Regions from separate parts of the Drosophila melanogaster genome. Here region 2 is linked to region 1. The links are chromatin contacts, called in public HiChIP or PLAC-seq maps. All regions are on one chromosome and are shown on one strand. Each heading gives the region's core, a stretch centred on a gene start, on an enhancer-like site or on the middle of the called end of the contact. The rest is flanking DNA. Distances are from core to core; before and after follow the strand shown.

Region 1 (6,421 bases), core at 1,953-4,452:
CGTTAATTCACCGTTAACTAATTTAATGTCTAATGTGTTAGCATATTTATCAATTCATTTGCCATTTTCGTTTGCAGCTAAAAGTTGGATTGGTTTCAGTATCAGATAATTAGTGTTTAGTTAGTTGTAGCTATTCTAGATTAAATGCATGTACAATTTGTAGTACTTGGTTTCCCGCCAATCGAGTTTTTGTTTGTTTGTTTGGTATTTATCTATTTATATTATGTAGTTGCTGCTTGACTGCTATTAATTTAGGTTTGTATACATACTTCGATACACGAATACTTTTCGTTAACAATTTTTCTCTCCTCTGCTAATTCGTTCAGCTGCAATCTGTTTTCGTTATTTGCTTTAAATGTACGATATGACACAGTGATATATATATTCCATAGTGTATGCTTACGAGTTCTAAGTACAAGTACAAATAGATATCGAACAAAATCGGGCCCAGTAAAGAAGCTCCAAGCGGCAAACCACAAACCGATGAAACTGCAGTCGCTGCCTCCACTTCCTTCTTCCACCACCAACTGACAACGTTCGAATCTCCGCCACGTTTTACATCTAATGCTAACTAACTACGACTATGAAGCCACAACAATTCGCAAATAAACCGAAGTGCTGTCATAATATCCTCCACAAACTCTGCTACTATTATATGGTATATAATTAATATTTATAGAATTTGTAACCGTGTAAGTCTGGTCGTTCAACGATTAAAGCTTTCGGGATAAACCAACAAAAAAACCGGGTTGCAGAGCTAATAGGGGTACTAGGTCTTACTTGTGTTTAAAACGAAGGCGACAGCTTTAGTAACATTGATGTTTCTGTGTTATGCATGAAGTTAAAACCGTAAAATCAATAAAGAAGTTGGGCAGCAATGGCGGCAAGAAAGTCACACCACCACAAAATAACTAACCCGCCTGAACTTCCGATTTCTTTTTACTTTTGTTAAAAATTCTACGTGCTATATGCAATAATTAACAATTTACTATATAAAAATCAATTTGCTCAACTATATGGTTGCCTATTTCGTGGTTTTAAACTCTTTGGTTTGGTAATCATGTTTAACACTTTATATGCTATCCATTCTTATAAATTAAATCTGGCAACATTTAACCGAATAATTTACTATTTAAAATCTTATTGTGTTTGGGGTTCCCAATCGATCTTTATAAGAAGCAGTACTAATTGTTAAAATCAAATAATCCGCCATATTGATTAAAGGTTATATAACTTCGATTAGTTATGGCAATGAATGTACTGTGAAGTAATAAGTGAGGCTTTTCACTTTAATTGATTTTATTTAGTCGCTGAAGAAAGTTGTACTTGCATGAAGACGAATGATTATACATTTTTGTTAGCTAACATAAATCTTTCTGTTTTTTCCTATTTTAGTCGGATGTTACTTAGAATGATTCTGTCTAACTTGAGTTAAATAATCAGAGCAGTAGGCTGTTTTCCAACGCCTATGACTATAACCAGCTTTAATTACTGATTACTTGACTACGGGATCGGTAAATTCCTTTTTGGGTATTTACAGTTCCGCAACATATGCATTCGAAAGTATTATAAATTTAATGTTTTATAAAATTGAGATCGTTATAGGGTCATTTAAATGTAATTTCCTATACAATTGGGGTTAAGCACAGTTGGTCATTAATACGTTTTAAAAAGCCTTGAAAACATACCTGCTGTAAACTTCTTAATCGCAAAGCGCTCTTAACTTGCTATTTAGTAATACATATTAATATTAAATTTTCATCGCTTGTATAATTATGATTAAATGTTTAGAAATATTATACTGTACCGTTGTATATTAGTGTATATATCAGACTTTGTTTCATACAAAAACTAAGCACATTGATTCGATAATAAATTCATGTATTTGTATTTTGCATGTCAGTTTGCGAGTGGTGTCTGCTATGTGAAACCCTAATCGGGAGATCGATCTTACTTGATCACATGCGCATATTTAAGTTTTATAAAAGAGGCATGGGGCGAAACATTTTAGGCAAATATGTTGCTCAAAAAGTCGTAGAACATTTAATTGGACAGGTTGTCATAGTCGTGTAAATTGCTTTTGCAGATAAGAGAGTTGGTCACATTTAAACGCCCACAAAAGAGATTACGTGGGTAGATTATAATAGCTCTCCTTATATACAGTTTCCACTGCGAAATATCAGTAACGAATCACGGTGTAAGTTGATATTGAAGTATGTTTTGAAAAATTAAATGCGCATTCAACCTTTTGGGTAAGTTCTTCTATTTGTATTTCTTAAGTGTCATTTATTGTATACGCTGTTGACTTTATTCAATGTATATTTTAGTTCATTAAAAATACTGTTCGTAAATATTTTTGAATTCGGATTTATGTTAGCTAAACTGCAAACCACTGTCAAGCGCTTCAAGACTTTTAACGCTATCAGGGATAAGCTTTCACAAGTATTTATAAACACATACACAGAGCTCGGCGACTATTTTAGTTTTTGTATGTAGATTATGCTAGCTTTAAAGCTTAAAGGGACCTCATTGTGGCGTTATATGCAATTATCGATCGTACTTTGTAAATTTGTAAACTGTAAATACTTCAAAAGAACACTTTCAGCATTGTGTGACATTAGTTGTTACATAACTACGATAGTACGCGAGCAATGCAATGGCGAAAGGGTAAGATCGCCTTGATGTTTTCCGATAAAATTGATAGAGTGGGAAATAAAGTTTAATCAAGGGCACTGCAGTCGAGCAGTTGACAGTTGATCGCTTTTCGATGCCCACAAATATTTTAAACGATCCATTTTCGCAGACCGAAAAGGTGAAGGTGAACTAAGAAAGACTAAGAAAGATTAAATAAGGAAGACTAGCTTTGAGATTTTTTTAACTTTCGCCAATTGTACGCGTATAATCGTAGTTGTATCTATATTCCTTGCCCCTAACCGTATTTATAGCATTTTTCCTACCTCACTTGATGTCATCGTACTCATCGCTACCGTTTTTCGAGTCTCCTGAAGACTGAAAGGCCATAACGGCCGCTCTGTGGTGGCCCTTGTCCGCGCCTAGCTTCTCCTCCCCGTGGGCATTACCCCCGTTGCTGCCCGGCTTTTCATCAAATGCGTCCAGGAAGGGGTTAGTGGCGGCGTACTGAGCCCTATAGGTTCCCAGTGTGTGATAGTTGTTGCCTCCATTGGCAAAGGGGCGCGAACTGCTCACAGTGGAACTTGTGCTCGTGTAGAAGTCGTAGCTGTTTGTGGAGCCAGTCATAGAGCTGACCCCACTACTGCTGGCGGTTCCGGCTCCACTTCCACTCGCCGAAGAGTGGTACGAAGAACTGTTGGCCGATCCGCCAAACAGAGCTGCCCCCGTGGAAGTTCCGTTTTTGGGCAAGGTGCCGTACAGATGCATGGTATTGTGGTTACCGTTGCCGTTGGTGGTGGTGAAGGGACTTGGACTGGCGCTAGAGTGGTTGTGGCTACTACCATTGCCATTACCTAAGCCACTACTGCCAAATAGCGTACTGCCGAAGCTTCGGGTCTCGGAGCTTGCTCCCGAAACTGCTCCCAACCCAGTTCCAGACCCTCCTCCTATTCCCGACTTACTGCTACTGCTGCCGGAGTTCTTGGTGTCGTTGGTGTAGATGGTGGTGGTAATGGCTCCACTGGCTGCAGTGGTGCCACCTATGTACGTCTTGGTCTCCGTTTCCGAGGACGATGAAGAGGCGAGACTGTCAAACAAACGCCGACCTGTAGAAACCATGGAGGTCGCGGGGGTCGTACTACTGGCCGTTCCAGTCCTGCTATTGCTATCCTTGCTGTTGCACAATCGTGAGGGCGATGACAACTTCTGGCTGTTCGCATTAATAGATGATTCCACTGAGCCGGTGGTATACTTGCTTATAGCTCCAGTTGTAGCACCCGGTTTGCTCGACGATCCCGAGATAGGCGTAACTAGTTGGTAAGTACCCTTCGGCAGACCATCGCCGCTACCCGGTGGCGAGGGAGATTCCGGTGACTTGATTGGCGTAAACTGTACTCGTGGCTCCCGCTTAAGATACTTGGACATCAGCTGGCTGGTGGTCATGGCCTGCGATTGGGCCAGCAAGGCATTTGTGGACGCCGATGACTTGTAGGAGACCAGGTCATCCGAATCGTCTGAAGAAGTGGTCGGGGCTGATGTGGCGGTAGAGCCAGCACTCAAAACGGTTGCCTGCGATGAACTGGAGCTGGATGTAGCGCTCGACTTGTTACGCATTGCTTTGTAGTCTTCGCCGCCAGAAAGGCCACTAGCATTCGCCTTGCTGGGAGTGTAGCTACTGTTGCCAGGGATGATCTTCTTGGTCTCCGAGCCAGTGTACTTGGAGCTGTAGCTGGATTCCTCGTTTACCACACTCTTTGCCTGCGTCTTATGCGTATCATAAAAGTCTACATTTCCCCTTCGAGAAGCTGTTCCATTGCTTTCCTTGCATCCCAAGGTCGACTCTGTATCAGCCTGTGTGGTGGGGGTGGTGATTTCAACGGGCGCATCTTTTTGCAACGGCGGTTTCTTCATCACAATGGAGTATGGGCTGGATGGCTGGTCGACGATCTTGACTTGCTTAACGGAAACAGGCGAAGCACCGCGCTTGATGGTGTCCGTGCCTGCAGAAAATTACAAAAGCCTCGTTATCTTTCCTCTCTAATAACAAACACAATGCAACCGACATAAGCGTAGGAACATTTGAGTTTACTTACTTTTACCCGATCCGGAGCCTGAGCCCGTCGATGCTGAGCTACTGCCGGGGGAGGGTGTGCCTGGAAGTGGCAGTGGCGATGGGTCGGGAATTGCTGAGCCCACTGAGCCCCCCAATTGATAGGGCTGCAAGAAAATAACGAACGGAAAGGAGAGCAGGGGAATTCCCGCAAAGTTGGTTATATGTTGGCTGAACGTCAATTAAGGCTGAAAGTAGCTTTAAGGGCGTCAATACGTGCAAATTCTTGGTTTTGGGTGGTGCAGTAAGAATTTCAAATTTTGAATCATTTCGGGGCTTAGTGTTAATGTTAATGTTTGTTTTCAAGTGGGTAAATGTGTGACACATACAGGAGCATATTTATATTCATAGACAAAAGACAATTTCACTGCGTGCGCGGTGCGATTCTCATACAGGTGACGGCCAATTCGTTAACCAATTACATGTTATTATTGGGATTCGGGTGACTATGTGGGCATTGGTAAAGTTATTGGCTTGTGATAAGGCGTGATTTGTATTTCATGCAAGCAAATTTCAATTTCACTATTTGAAATTGACTTTCAATAATATGTTAACTAAAAATATATATGTGTCTTTTAAAAATCTTCAGTGACATTTAAGTCGAACTGAGTGCGTTGAGTAAGAGCGGTTTTACTGGACTGTGGATTTAAGGCTTTAAACGAAAATTTCAACTTAGGGAATAGGATTCAACTGAACTTCCGAGAACAATTAAATGCTCCGATACGTTTCCCCTCCGTCTTTGAGATGTTCTACACTATTTAAGCTGTGCTTTCGAACTCTGGGAAAATTAATGCGCCAAGGTGTCGGGGACTTGGGTTGTGGGCTTGAACCAACAAGAGGAGCAAATCTATTCCTGGGGCGGGTGTGTAAGCAATTCCAATGAAACGCAAGTTTGGTATGATTGGTGAAGTTTTTACAATGGCAGTGGCACTCGATATTAATGAAGCTTTTATAAGATGTGTCTTTCATTTGTTATGTGTAGGCATACAAAGCTGTATGATTTACATATTAAATGGGAGTGAAATAATTATGTTTGGGGAAAACTGTCGTTACGAGTATGTTTATTTGTTACCAGTAGTGGGCCAATCATGCTTTGCACGCCGTTTAACACCATTAACATCATCACCATCATTATGTCAGACTGATGTATAGATTATGAATGTACGTATACATTTATGTATCACAATTACAACGTCTATCGATCAAGGATCACAGCAAATTATTGTTTACTTTACTATTATAATATAGGTTTTATAATATATTGTTTTCATAAAAAGCAAAAAAAAAGTTAATAACAGATAATGCTTCAATATTGAATAGTTCAATGGACAAATATTTTTTAAACTTTCATCTTTTGCAGAACGGTCAACAGGAAAAGAAGAAGGAACATTTTTCAGCGTACGTGTTTCTGTGTATCCGTGTTTTTAGGGTTAGTGTAAAATGAATGATAATAATGAAAATGACACGGTTAACGATTTCCCGAATAAATAACTAAATGAACGTTATGTCCCATATGAACAGGAATTTCGCCCACACTTGTGACATGTTTTGATTTTAATATTTGTCATACCAGCTTCTTTCAATACGCGAAAAATGTTTAGACCCGCCCACTCTAATGGCCACTATAGCCTCCTCTCTTGTTTTCTGTAAAGTTACTTCCCTTAGTTTGAAGAAATCAGG
Region 2 (6,971 bases), core at 2,751-5,250, 100 kb before region 1:
CAGATTATGTATAAATCTCAATAAATTTCAATAAGCTACAAAACTTGCTTGCCCAGGTCTTTTTAGATGCCTTTCAAAGTTTTTATTTTTCACTCTCTTGTATTTTTTATGTCCCTCAAAGTTGTTCTTTCTTACTTTAATTCTATTCGAGAACACTCCTTCAATTTTACTTCTTTCTCTGTTCGGCTAACTTTATCAAATGAAGCGTATTAGGGCTAAAACTTTTAATTGGTCATATGGCTGACAGATTGTGCGCTTAAGTGATTTTCATTCACATACATGTGAAGTGATGCTTCCCTTGCGTGTGTAAGAGCTAAGTTGAGTTTTGCTCCTGTGTGGAGTTGTGCTCAAAATAATTTTAATCGGATTTTGCAATGCGAGTGCCTCAATGGAGGCCTCCATTTTCATAACGTTATAATATATTGTTTGCTCAAGAATGTTCCCAATTTTATTTTTTAAGAATCTAAATCCAACCACATGGGTTTGATTGTGCTCGCAGGGTTACTCCCATTAAATCGGAAATCCAAAATGTAAACCACACAAGACAATCTTTAGCTTTCAGTAGGCAATCCAAGTTACAATTAAATTCTTAAGGAGCGACTATCCGATCACTGAGCGTGAAATACGTATACATCATCTTGTTTTTGATAAAATATGCAGAAAATGAGATAAGCAGTAAAATCCCATTGGTGTTCATGGCAGCAGAGACAAATGCACGAACACACACAGGAATTGGAAGGAACGGAGGGTGGGACGCAATTGCGTGGATAAACAATCATGGGGGCTTGCTGGATGGATTCGTGTTAGTCCAGCATGCCAGGGATTCAATTTTTCAAAAGGAATTCTTAAGCAAGCAAAGCACAATGTGACGGAAGACACCAGTACACAGCAGGGCAGATTTGTCTAGGTGAACGGAGCAGAAGGAAAAAGCAAAGATTACAGAATCCAACTGCAAGTAAATTATGGCGTCAAACACGCCAGTCGGTTAGCCCTTTTACATGGGACTCAACCTAAGACAAGAAAGCCTCGAAGGAAAATCTTCATTGACTGTGGGACCCAAGATATACGGGGTGTAAATTGAATAAAAGTGGCAGAAAAATGTTGTTAAATTATGCAGCAGCACCAACAGAAGGAGCTGAAGGATCAGCGGCGACTAAAACATGCATCCTTGATGTATTAGTTAAGCTAATTTACTAATATAAAAGGCAAGAGGAAGAAATTTAGAGGATTGCCTTTAAAGCTCAGCAGTCAAAGTAAAAGTTAAAAAAGTTAATATTGATGCCTGGAAAGCAACATCGTTGCCAGTTCGCTTTAAAGCTAATAGCTGCCACTTCATTTGTGTCAGTCGATGGCACTTCATACGTGACAATGACAGCAACAACTACGGGCCACGCTCACGTGCACAAAAAGACGCACACCGCGCCATTGATGCGGGCGTCTAGGGGTGCCACGCCTTCAACAAGTTTACAAAGTCTCCAAAATAAATACAACCACGTGGGATTTGAGCTAACTGTGATTTGGCCTTCCCCACTTTAGATGGATTCCTAACGGAACTAGAATATGCACAAGTAGCAAATTATATGGCACATTTAACTTTCGTGCAATGGGACTACGAATGCAACCGCGTGTGTCTGACCTGCCGACCATGTCACCCTTGTGTGCCAGTCACTCAAAGCTGTGAATAGATAAACCCGTTGAAGGAAGAACAATTAAAAATAATTTCCGTAGCATCAAACTCAAAAACTGGTAAATTTTGCTCACTCTTCCGTTAAACTTAAATATCTTAATTAAATATCTTTCTAGTTCATGGGAAAAGTATGATTTCCATTGACCTAATAACTGATTCGCGACTACATGTTTCTATTTTTCTCACCTGAAACCTATCCCCTAGAGGGTTTCCAATATTACGCTTAGTGGTAATTTTGTATGCATGTGTGTTTGGCCTTCTTTCCACCCTCCCGTAATTTTACTTATTTTAATTTGCATTCTTGCCCTTCGCAGGAGGAAGAGAATTTGTCACAATTCAATCAGGAGGCTGTTTTCCTTTTTCGGGGGCTTTAATAAATAAATACGAGCACGAAATTACATTTGGACCCCGAGGGGAAAAACAGGCACCCAATAACTTGCAAGGTGAAATCCCCTTTTCCCCCTCTTTGTCCTCCCATTCTTTTCACTCCCCGCAATCAACAGAAAATTCACTTTCGCTTTCAAGCGATGCTCATATGAGCAAAATCCAAGGCAAACCCGGGAATAAAGGAAAATCGGGAAATAAGAGAGTCTAAAAATGTGATTTGAATTGTTCCCTTGTTTCTTTTTCTGGCCAATTTGCAAATTTGCACAAAGGGGTGGTAATGAAGAAGTAAGAGCGAGGGAAGAGCGGTAAAGCAAATAAACAGTTAATGCTTTTATGCAAATTTATGCCATTAACACAAATAAGCGCAGCCCCAGTCAAAATTTGAAAACAATTTGTCACTCAAAAGTCACTTTTGCTTGCCATCCCCCTCCTTCCCTTCTTTTCTTTTTCGTACACCAGCTCCTTTCCTCACGTGTGTATGTATGTATGCAAGGACAAAAACAAAAAAAAACAAAATCAAAGAAACAGTGACAAGTGCAGAAGTGAAATAAAAAGCCGTGGCGAATGAACCCACTAAAACCGATGATAATGAAGATGCCTAGTCAGTGTCTTCGTGGAGGAGTAAAGTGTGGTGGCGGGTCGCAGGTGGGTGGGAGAATGACTGCGGCAGTGACAACAACACGAGCCTGCAGAAAACACTGCCAAAAATCAAAGTCACTGAAAATTAAAAGTAATTTGTTTGCTAAAACACCCAAGACATTAGGAGGTTGCATGGACGGTGGAAGTGGTGGTGGGATGGTCGGGTCTGGGGTACGCACAAATTGAAATGTGAAACTCATGCCAAGTGGCATGAAGACGACGACGAATTAACTCAGAGTGGCAGTTATAAATAGAGCTGGTGGTGGTGTAGAAATTTAAAACAGAAATGCACACAATAGCACACATTTGGGGGATGCGAATAGAAATGGTGAGAAACTCTCATTCCCATTCATTATTGAAGAAATAAAAAAAAATGGCTTTGATATGCAATTCTGGTAAGCGTTTTTGAAAAGTAGTACAAGTATTGCTGTATTGCTAACCGAATACCCGCGACTGTGCGTTTAACAAATCAAAGTTTTGACTCTCACTGTCAAATACTCTCTTTTGCGCTTGTTTGGCTGTGTTTGTGAGCTGACTTCTCACTGGCAGCCCAAAAGTATGCAATGAGCAAAAACGCATTAATAATTGAGGAGCTCTGGTGCTGCCACTTGGTTATGCCACCACCCATCTCCTGTTTCCGCAGCATGCGATATTTTAATGCATGATATATAAATGGAAATTTCATTTAAATTACATTTGATCTTTTATTTAAAGTTGCTGATTAAATTGTGACGTTTTCCCCTCGTTTCAGGTAAGTATTGTTGTTTGCGCAGCCCCTGTGCGGGTTGGTTTAAAGATTCCTATATAAATCAGTGCAGCAAATTGTAAATTATTATTTATTATATGCGAAGTGCGAAAAAGACGAATAGCGAATCTATTTTCATTAGGACTGCCAGTAATATTTTTTATGCCTCCTGAACTTTTGGCAAATTCATTCCTTTTTTATTTATTATGCTAAAGTTTGTCTTATTACTTTGTTGATCCGTTTATTACGCACAAAGTTTGGCATATTTTAAGAACTTCGATATTAGCTTATTCGGGCAAACAGGATTTTAGATTCAATGATTCAATGCAACACAATTAAAATACTTAGTTAGCCCTTTTTTCATAAGTATTTCAATTAAAATGACTAAGAAAAATTGCTTTTAAGCAACATAAATTTCATATCGACCACATGCAACAACACAAACCAGGCAGCAGAGTACTTTTGCTTAAATGCTTTTGTGGCTGCCCCAGAAGCACATGCAGAGAACTGAAAAATGCAGTCTCAAACTGGTTTTTATTGCAACCGCATGAGAGTACAGGAGGGTATCGCACATACCATTCGCATTGGACTTGATTGCTGACTTTGCTTCTTGAACTTGGCCAAAGGCAAAAAAAAAGAGTCGGCGCGGGGTTCTGTTTGTCTTTTGTTTTTGGAACCGGCATCATGCTAGTGTTTGACTTTGAAATTTGAATGCACCGACATAACGCGCGGCAATTGTTTGGCCAAAGAGCACACCATGTGGGAATGCGTCCCTGTTCCTAAACAGTTTACGCGCACGGCATTTTAGTGTGCGCTTTTCGCAACAAATTTAGTTGCAATACATAAGAAATTTTACGCTATGCTACGAGACAAGTGTTGTAACTTTTCCCATGACCAACAGCGATAAGTCATCTGGCAAAGTGTGTGTTAGTTTTTGTGGCCAAAATGGTCAACGTACTCTTCGTGGTATTCTGAGCTGCTAGTGGTTAGACTAGTCTAGCGACTCTTATCCACAGGCTGTTGGTCGGGCCTGCTGCTAGACAGTCGAGAATGGCTTCGTTAGAATCTGCATTCTTGCGAGGTCATTTAAATGCCCAGTCAGCCAGCGAATTTTCTCACTGAGCGAAAATAATTTTAATACAATTTTGTCAAATATTTAAATTTGCCAATTGATCTTGCATTTTTCCTTATTACTTTATTTTTCAAAAATATTTTGAACTTTTAAAACAACTTCATATAGCGGGTTAACTATTTAAAATTGAAGTATTTTCCGCAAGCATAAAAAGTTAAATTGCGCATCAGTTCTTGCTGTGCCGTCTGCTGCGCTGATTTGCCGCCGGAAGTTTGTCATCTACCGATGCCACTCTTCTACGGCTGTTAATCAACAGCCAAAAGCTTTATGGACTTAAAAGCCTCTCCCCTACGTCCTTTTTGCAGACTGTTGGCATACATTGGACCTTTCCCCTTCGAGCTTCCTGTCGGCTTTTAAGTATAACAGTTGGGAGCTCTTCCCAATTCGGTGCGAGTTTCCTAAAACCGGTTTCCTCGCACACCAGTTGCGCATTTATTATGCATGGAATCGTGCGGCATGCCACTTCTTCCTGTTGCTTCTCTGTTTGTGTGCCAAGTGCTTGTGTCCCATGAAGCTCGGAGCTTGAAACTTGGCTTCGTGCCTGAGCAAACCAGCCACATATCTCCGCCCCGCACTTGTCTTTTGGCTCGATTGCGATCAGTTTCTGTTTCTTTTTTTGTTTTCTGTTTTTGTCTTCGTCTGACTTGTTAAACCTTGGCCTTGAAGCCCTTAAATGACGAGCTATCGACCAAATGAACACACAAAAAATTGCAGAAAAACGAGTAAGAAAATTATTGCAGTGGCAGTTGCCAAACTGGCTTTAGACATCTTCTCTACTTTTATTTTCCTTTCCTCAATATAAAGCGTGCCAACTCGAGACGAAGATTTAAAATTAACAATCATGGCTTTTATTTTCGCTGTCTGTTCATATACTCCTGTTATAACTGTGTAACGGCTTAAAGCCAGGGCACAGCGTTTGTAGCCATTTCCTTTTATTCGTTCTTGATTTCATATAAATTTATTGTTTGCCAAAAGTTTTTCTGAACATTGCAGCTCATTAGCCGTTAGTTTCATTTAAACTAAAGCTTAAATGCACTGACTGTACACTTAAAATCTTAAGCGCACTAAATCAGAGTTTAAAAAGTGAAACCAAAAGAATTCAGCCATGGTCTTGGCCATATAATTCCATCCAATCAGGGCTACCCCTTCGCCCCAACGGCATTCTTTTCTAGCTGCTACGCGAAAGTCAGCAAAGGTAAACTCGGCTACAGATCCAGCTCCTTATTGTATTTTCCATTGTTAGCTCCGCTCGTTGGCACTGTCTATCTGCTGCACCTTCTTGACTTCAGTTACCAAATTATTTTTCATAACTGCGTACCTTCTGTTGTACTCAATGATAGGGCTAATCTAAATATATTTAGATTGTGTATAAGAAATAGATTAGAAAATTGTAATATTTATATTTATTTATCACGTATACTAAAAATTGCACTTCCCTTGACCTCTGCTTATAAATGATTTCGAACTTGTCCGGCACATTTCTAGGGAAAATTAAATTTTATTTTGGCAAAAAACTATTAAACCTTAAACCTCCTTTAGTTATGATGGATATCGTTATTAAGATAGCACCAAGTTCTATTTTAAAGCTGCTATTTACACCTACTAATGTTAAAATAATCGTAACAATGGAATACAAAATCGTTTGATGTGTATTTTGGTATCAGTGTCATCTTTTTGAAGGACTGTTCAGTGATTAATCCAAATCCGCTTAGGCAGCTTTCAGCGCTATTCATTCAGCCTGAAGCTCACACTTGTCTTAAATTAGGCATGTAACAAGTTTTCTTTTGAAGACTGTAGAAAAAATGAGGAAAGTGGGGAAATGAAATGAAATACTTCTGTCAAGTGGCAAACATAATGCTTTCTTCCCAAATCACGCTAATGAAAAGCTCGGGCGACATCAATACCCGTGAATAAGGACTCAGGAAAAAACGGCACAAGTGGAGAGGTAAATAAACATAAAAAGTCCCACTCGATGTGGGTGGCGCTATATTGGGTGAGTGGTCATTCAGTCAGTCAGTGTGCCAGGATATGCCAAGTAGTTTTCGCCCACGCCTGGATTCCTTTTGGCCTCCTTAAGCTTGGCGGGTTGATTCTCGACCCAATCCGCTTAGCGAACTTGGCTTGTTGTTGTTCTTATTGGTTGTAAGTGGTTACAATGAGATTATGCTTCATTAAGCGGCCAGGGCAGGACTTTTTGCCTTGCCTCTTGGACTAGGACTCGTTCGCAAATCATAACGAGCTCTCCGCGCGCCATTAGCGTCACTCTGGCTGGCGATAATAGCCAAAGCACTCGGACTAATGGACGACGTGGCTACCCTGCTTCAATAGATGCAATTGTAATGTTTTCCAGACTTTTCGCCACGCTCACATACAGGTACTGG

Evidence for each region. HiChIP or PLAC-seq counts read pairs in DNA pulled down with a chosen protein or histone mark.
Region 2: a Pc HiChIP or PLAC-seq map of the Kc167 cell line shows a contact between it and region 1, with 4 times the contacts expected there. The contact joins two enhancer-like sites. A contact is called at or near these places in 4 of 107 Hi-C or Micro-C datasets (the Clone 8 cell line, the S2 cell line and whole body) and 2 of 6 datasets of contacts at active chromatin or transcription factors (both in the Kc167 cell line).

What each region holds. Positions count from the first base shown.
Region 1 is chr3R:31,838,307-31,844,727 of dm6, reverse strand. RhoGAP100F (Rho GTPase activating protein at 100F) reads right to left here. Exons shown (of 11, transcript NM_001300700.1): 10 at 4,725-4,848; 11 at 1-4,631. The coding sequence ends at 2,959. Among named protein-coding and RNA genes, the nearest start is that of RhoGAP100F, 29 kb to the right of the region's middle. Within about 2 kb of position 3,202, at least 11 of the 39 cell types and tissues checked have an H3K27ac peak or open chromatin away from gene starts, as enhancers often do. A contact at or near this core is called in the Kc167 cell line, where this site is marked.
Region 2 is chr3R:31,942,115-31,949,085 of dm6, reverse strand. All of the region lies in intron 4 of heph (hephaestus), which reads left to right. Among named protein-coding and RNA genes, the nearest start is that of CG2003, 33 kb to the left of the region's middle. Within about 2 kb of position 4,000, at least 35 of the 39 cell types and tissues checked have an H3K27ac peak or open chromatin away from gene starts, as enhancers often do. A contact at or near this core is called in the Kc167 cell line, where this site is marked.